Regions from separate parts of the Zea mays genome. Here region 1 is linked to region 2. A link is a contact called in public Hi-C data. All regions are on one chromosome and are shown on one strand. Each heading gives the region's core, a stretch centred on a gene start, on an enhancer-like site or on the middle of the called end of the contact. The rest is flanking DNA. Distances are from core to core; before and after follow the strand shown.

Evidence for each region. A called contact is a pair of places that touch in the nucleus more often than the background predicts.
Region 1: a Hi-C map of leaf shows a contact between it and region 2, with 7 times the contacts expected there. The contact joins the promoter of LOC100170245 here to the promoter of LOC100272744 in region 2. A contact is called at or near these places in 2 of 25 Hi-C or Micro-C datasets (leaf and tassel).

What each region holds. Positions count from the first base shown.
Region 1 is chr5:76,323,619-76,326,327 of Zm-B73-REFERENCE-NAM-5.0, forward strand. It overlaps LOC100170245, which reads right to left and starts at 1,433. Exons shown (of 3, transcript NM_001130126.1): 1 at 1,206-1,433; 2 at 1-379. The coding sequence starts at 1,433.
Region 2 is chr5:76,073,380-76,076,211 of Zm-B73-REFERENCE-NAM-5.0, forward strand. LOC100272744 (EC synthetase) reads right to left here and starts at 1,267. Exons shown (of 10, transcript NM_001147197.1): 1 at 1,067-1,267; 2 at 54-227. The coding sequence starts at 1,180.

The sequences.
Region 1 (2,709 bases), core at 183-2,682, 250 kb after region 2:
TCCACGTGGCATTCTCCACCTCGTACGGGTTGGGCTTCACGTACCGGTGGTTGAACGTGCAGCCCTCGTGCAAGTCCACCTTATGGTCGTTGATGAGATGGGACACCAGGAACGGGACGTCGCCTGCGATCAGGCACTCGGAACCTGCGTACGGGCAGCTGTACGGCCTGAACCTGCAGAGCTCCTCGTGCTTCAGTTTGCTCTTGTATGGGTGGATCTCGGTGCATCCCGTGCTCTGGTACTTGCACGGAAGCTGGAGTTGCTCTGCCACCTTCTCGAGAGCTAGGCACCTGATGTTTCCCAGTTCCTGGCGACAGGTTGGGCAATGGTTCTCTACCCTGTGCTTGCAACTAGAGCAGATCGTGTGGCCATTTGGGCACTGCAGAAACAAAGGAACCAGTAGATTATTACCATTACCATTTCCAGGATTCATCTCTGCAACTCTAGCCACTGCAATTGAAGCTGGTGTTTAAATTACATGATGTAAATCCTGAAGTGATACGGATACCATCACTATTCAAGTAACACGATTAGTTTGCAACTCATCTAATTATTCTAATGAAAAAATGTGTAGAAACATTACCTCAACTTCGGAATTGTGATTATAATAAGGCTAACCTTTTCTTTGGAAGGATAAAGATAACTCGTCGACAAAAAAATGTAGACCAAGGATGCAATAAACTTAATTACAGACAACACGCAATAGTATCATGTATGTGGAGTGGGCAGGGGAACTTGAAAATATCCCAATGCGCTATAAATAAAGCCTTTAAGCTTGTTGATGGTCATGATCATAGTACCATACCAAATTCTAAGGAAGTGAAGACATAAACTAATATACATGGGCTCCAGCACTATGCATACACTGATATAAACATATGGAGGAAACAAAGGACTGATATAAACACATGGATACAAGAGAACTTAACGTCGATTACAATGTGACAATAACAAAAGTTACACTAGGATGTTTAATAGAACAGAATTTTGAACAACTTGAGATCAATGGGCAAACCTAGATAACTTAAGGTGGTGCAAATGCAACATACATACCATATAACCCACCTTCTATACTAACTCAATCTACACATCTAATAGGCAATGTAAGCTATCAGCATTCTCTTTGCATACAGATAACATGCGAAGATGCATACTGCAATCACCAAAGCACATAAAAAGGAGAAGATAAGTCTAAGCAGACAGACCTGGAGTATAGGTGGGCGCATCGAGTTGGTACACACTGGGCATTCGAGCAAATCATTCAAGCCACACAGCGACGACAATGCAACATTGGCTAGCGATGCCGATGTAGACCACGGTTTACTTGCAGAGTCTACGTCAAGCATGATACCCCCAAGTGATTCAGAAAGCCCATCGTCATCTCCACAGTCCGACTCGGGGACTACAGTCACAATGCTGCTTCCCGGTGCCATTGTAAAAAGCTCCTTTCAGGTCCGGAAGTAGTACAAACCATCAGCAGCCCACCACTCCATTGTTTTCCTGCTAACCACACCAAATTTTAGCATCAAAGAAGACATGGAATCTAAGCAAAACAGAATTAACGTCCTGCGTAGGTTGATTCTGATGCTCGGTAGTTTATCAGGGTCACAAAAAAAAAGGGTAATTCCTCAGAACCATGAATGACAAAGATAAAATCTGTTGCCGCCAACTGAAGAGTCAGGAATCCAACTTGAGTGAGCAAACTACATTCAGATCTCAGAACTGAGGAAGCACCGTACACTCCACTACTCCAGTGACTCCCATCCAATGACCTTGGCGGTTTCCAAACTCGAATTGGCCACTGCGGCGTAACCCGACCAACTTCGCCCGAGGCAGTACATTTAATCGAAGACAGGTGCAGCAGGGGCGGACCCGCCCCGACAATTTTTTGCAAAGAAATTCGAAGTTTCTAGGCGTAATAAATGTCTACTACACTTGTAATTGGACCAGATTTCAGATCCGGATACAAAGAGCTTGGGTTTGAGTGCTCGGTTTCGCACGGCAGGAGCGGAGGAGGAGGGGTGTGCGCACCTTGTGGGCGCTCGTCGCCGGCGAAGGTGGAAACCTGGGCGCCTGCGCGTAGGGCGGCGGCGGCCGAGCAGTCGTCGCCACAGAGCGCACGCGAGGGGGACGGGGGAACTACCGAGAGAGATAATGCGGGGGGATAATCGGATAAAGGTTGTTCGGGCCACCTCAGTAGTCAGTACTAGTGTAGACGTGCAGTAGTGTATGTGTATCCCTTCCCCAGTTCCCCTTCATATGCTCTCGGTTTCCCATTTGAAATTTGAGAAGACAAAAGACACCCAGATGAACCCGATTTTATCTCTGACAAAAATACGAATAGATAAATATTCATAGATTTCTATATTTATGTAAAATTTCACAAAAATCTATGCAACAACATAAAAAAGATAAACCAGTACCTAGAGCATCTCCAATAGTTATGTAGATAACTCTTTAAATATAAATTTAAGACGTTTTTGAGAAAACTCTTCTCCAATAGTTATATAAAGTCGGTCCTTAAATTTACAAACTCCATACAAAACTCAATTTCATCTCTACATTTACGAACCTCGTTGGGATTCCCTAAATCAATGTTGGTTTTAAATCCAACACGAAAACCATATTTCGGCCACTGTTTTGTGTCGTCCAATCGTCCCATCGATCACAAATCTATCTCCAGTATCATGTGTTGTCTTCATGTCGTCG
Region 2 (2,832 bases), core at 17-2,516:
AGGCCTAGAATAAAGATTGGAGATAAAATTTCTCCATGCTAGACTCAACTGACCTGGGAAAGGGAAGGATTGGCTGTGCCTGAGAAGATGCGCAGCCTCGTGTCGTTCCTCATGTTTGGATCCCGGAAAACTGGCAAGGTTACAGGAGTCAATAACGACCTGTTGGACACCGGAATGCAAGGTGGTGCTCCATTGATTGACCTCAGAGAATCAATCTTTTTACAATTCTGCACGTACGAGTCCATTTTTTAGCTTATATAACCAGGCAGAAGTTCAAAAAAAATCCACATTGTACAGGCTCGACATAAATTAGGGCCTATTTGGTAAGGCTCCGACTTCTCCGGAGGTGTTCTGCCCAACGTTTTGTAGAATAAGCCGTAAAACAGAGGAGCAGGAGCAGGAGACTGTGATGACCCGTGGCCGCGGCTAGGGTTCGCCGGACGTGAGTCAGTAGCAGATCGGCGAAGAGAACAACGCCAAGGAGACAGGTGAGTTCGGTTTCAGGTGTCTGTTCCTATTTCATTTCATATTTCCATCTCAACAAACAGTTACAGTATTTATACATCTGAGATCCAACTAACAGAATGGCTAATGCCTTGGCTAATCACTTATTACAGCCCATAGAAGATTAATACGGCCCTAATATGGCCCAAACCCTAATACTCGAAAGATCCACTAATACTTCATACCTGCGCCTAAGCACCGCCACCTTGGGTCATCACAGAGACGTTTTAAAGGAGCCACAAATTGAAGGAGTCCTGAAAAACGCCCTTTTAGTAGCACAACTTCCCAACTTACTTCCTTTGTGTGCAGATACAAGATGGGTACTCTCTAGTGTCCAAGATCCAAAACTAAAGCTTTAAACCCGCGCTTGCGAAAAAAGTATTTAAAGAAAAACGAGCTCCGAACGCCGACCATCGCCGTAATATCAATTCCCGAGCTCCGAACGCGCCGTCGCCGTAAAATCACCGGTCGGTCCGGATGGCAGGGCGGCGAGTGATTATTGCCGCATGGCCCGGGCACGAACAGAGCAAATAAGAACAGGGCGTGGGGGTAAGGAGCTCACCACGGCGGCGGGGGCTGGGCGCGAGCGGCGCAGGAGGCCCCCGCTGCGCGAGGCGCCGGGAGATGCCGCCGCAGCGGTGACGGCGGAGGTGGTGGGGGAGCAGCAGGGCGGCATGGTGAAACGGGAGGAGGATTTGCTGAGGCGACGGTGGGCGGTGGCTAGGGCCTAGGGTTTTAATCCGGTCTATACGAAGAATCCCAGCTTACTACGTGCATGTCAAAATCGAGACAATTGCCATTATAAAACATCAGAGAAACGGTTTTGAAGAATTGGAGGCGTTGCCGAGGGCTTCGCTGTTTTGGAGACGCAGCCAGTAGGCAATCACTAAAATGGATACGAGACAGTGAATTGGAGCTGAGCAAACAGCGATTACTTACCTTGCGCCATTACCGTCGCCCAGCTCAGACGGCGTCTTCTTCTGTCCTCCTCTTGCGTCTCCCAGCTCGTGCGTCTCCTCTGCGTGTCCTCTGCGTGTAGAGAGCCTAGCTCTTGCGTTTATCGTCGCCCAGCTCTTGCGTCTCCTCTGCGTGTAGAGAGCTGTCGTCTTCTACTGTCCTCCTCTTGCGGCGAGGTGAGTTCTCGTCTTCTTCCATTCGAAACCGCTCCTCTCAACTCCCTTTTAGCTAAGTTCTCCTCGATTCCTATTGCTTAGGGTTTGTGTGAGTTCGGAACCATGGAGTTCGACCCCTTCGGCATTTCGCCAGACAGCAACTCCCCGGATCTACGCCCTGTGCAATCAACTGCGCCATTGTTGCCATTGGCGGCACCGAGTTCAACTGCTGGACCAGTGACAGGGGGGAAATAGGTGCCAGTGAGGTGAGATAAATTTACAGAACTGTGTCATTAATTGTGAAAATATTGTCGTTGATTATTGGATGCTTCTCCATTGTCTGTAATATAGGAAGTGCAGAGGATTGATGGAACAATACAACTGGACTGGGATTCGATTATAGTTTTTGATGAGTTGGATGAAGAAGGAAGAGTACAAGTTCCATGCGAAAATGAGGTATATTGTAATCTTGGACTGAATTCAGATGATGAGGCTGAAAAAAATAGAAATCGTGATACATTTTATAGCAGTGGTACAACTTCTCATTCGCAAGAAAGATTGGATATTGACAACGAAGAACACCATGGTGATGAGGAATGTGAAGACTACATTCCAGATGAGAAGAGGGTGGTGTACAATAGGATTAATCCTTCTATGCAGCCAGGTTGTTTGTTTCCTAACATGAAAGAATTTAGGATTGCTATGCGTCAGTATGCAATAAAACATGAATTCGAGCTTGGAATTGATGTCACTTCGACAACCAGATACGTTGGATATTGTAAGGGTGGTGACTCGACAGCATTGAACGGTAGATGGAACGGGCACCTAGCATCAGCTACTGGTGTAGATGGCCACAATTGGATGTACCCTGTATCTTTTTGCTTTTTCCAATCTGAGACGGTTGACAACTGGATTTGGTTCATGGAACAGTTGAAAAAGGTCGTGGGTGATATCACAGTACTTGCTATATGCTCAGATGCACAAAAAGGTCTGATGCATGCTGTAAATGATGTTTTCCCGCATGCTGAGAGAAGAGAATGCTTCAGACACTTAATGGGAAACTATGTCAAACACCATGCTGGTTCAGAGCACATGTATCCAGCAGCTAGGGCATATAGGAGGGATGTATTTGAACACCATGTATCCCAGGTCAGAAATGTTCATAAGATTGCTGAATACTTAGACCAGCATCACAAATTCCTTTGGTACAGGAGTG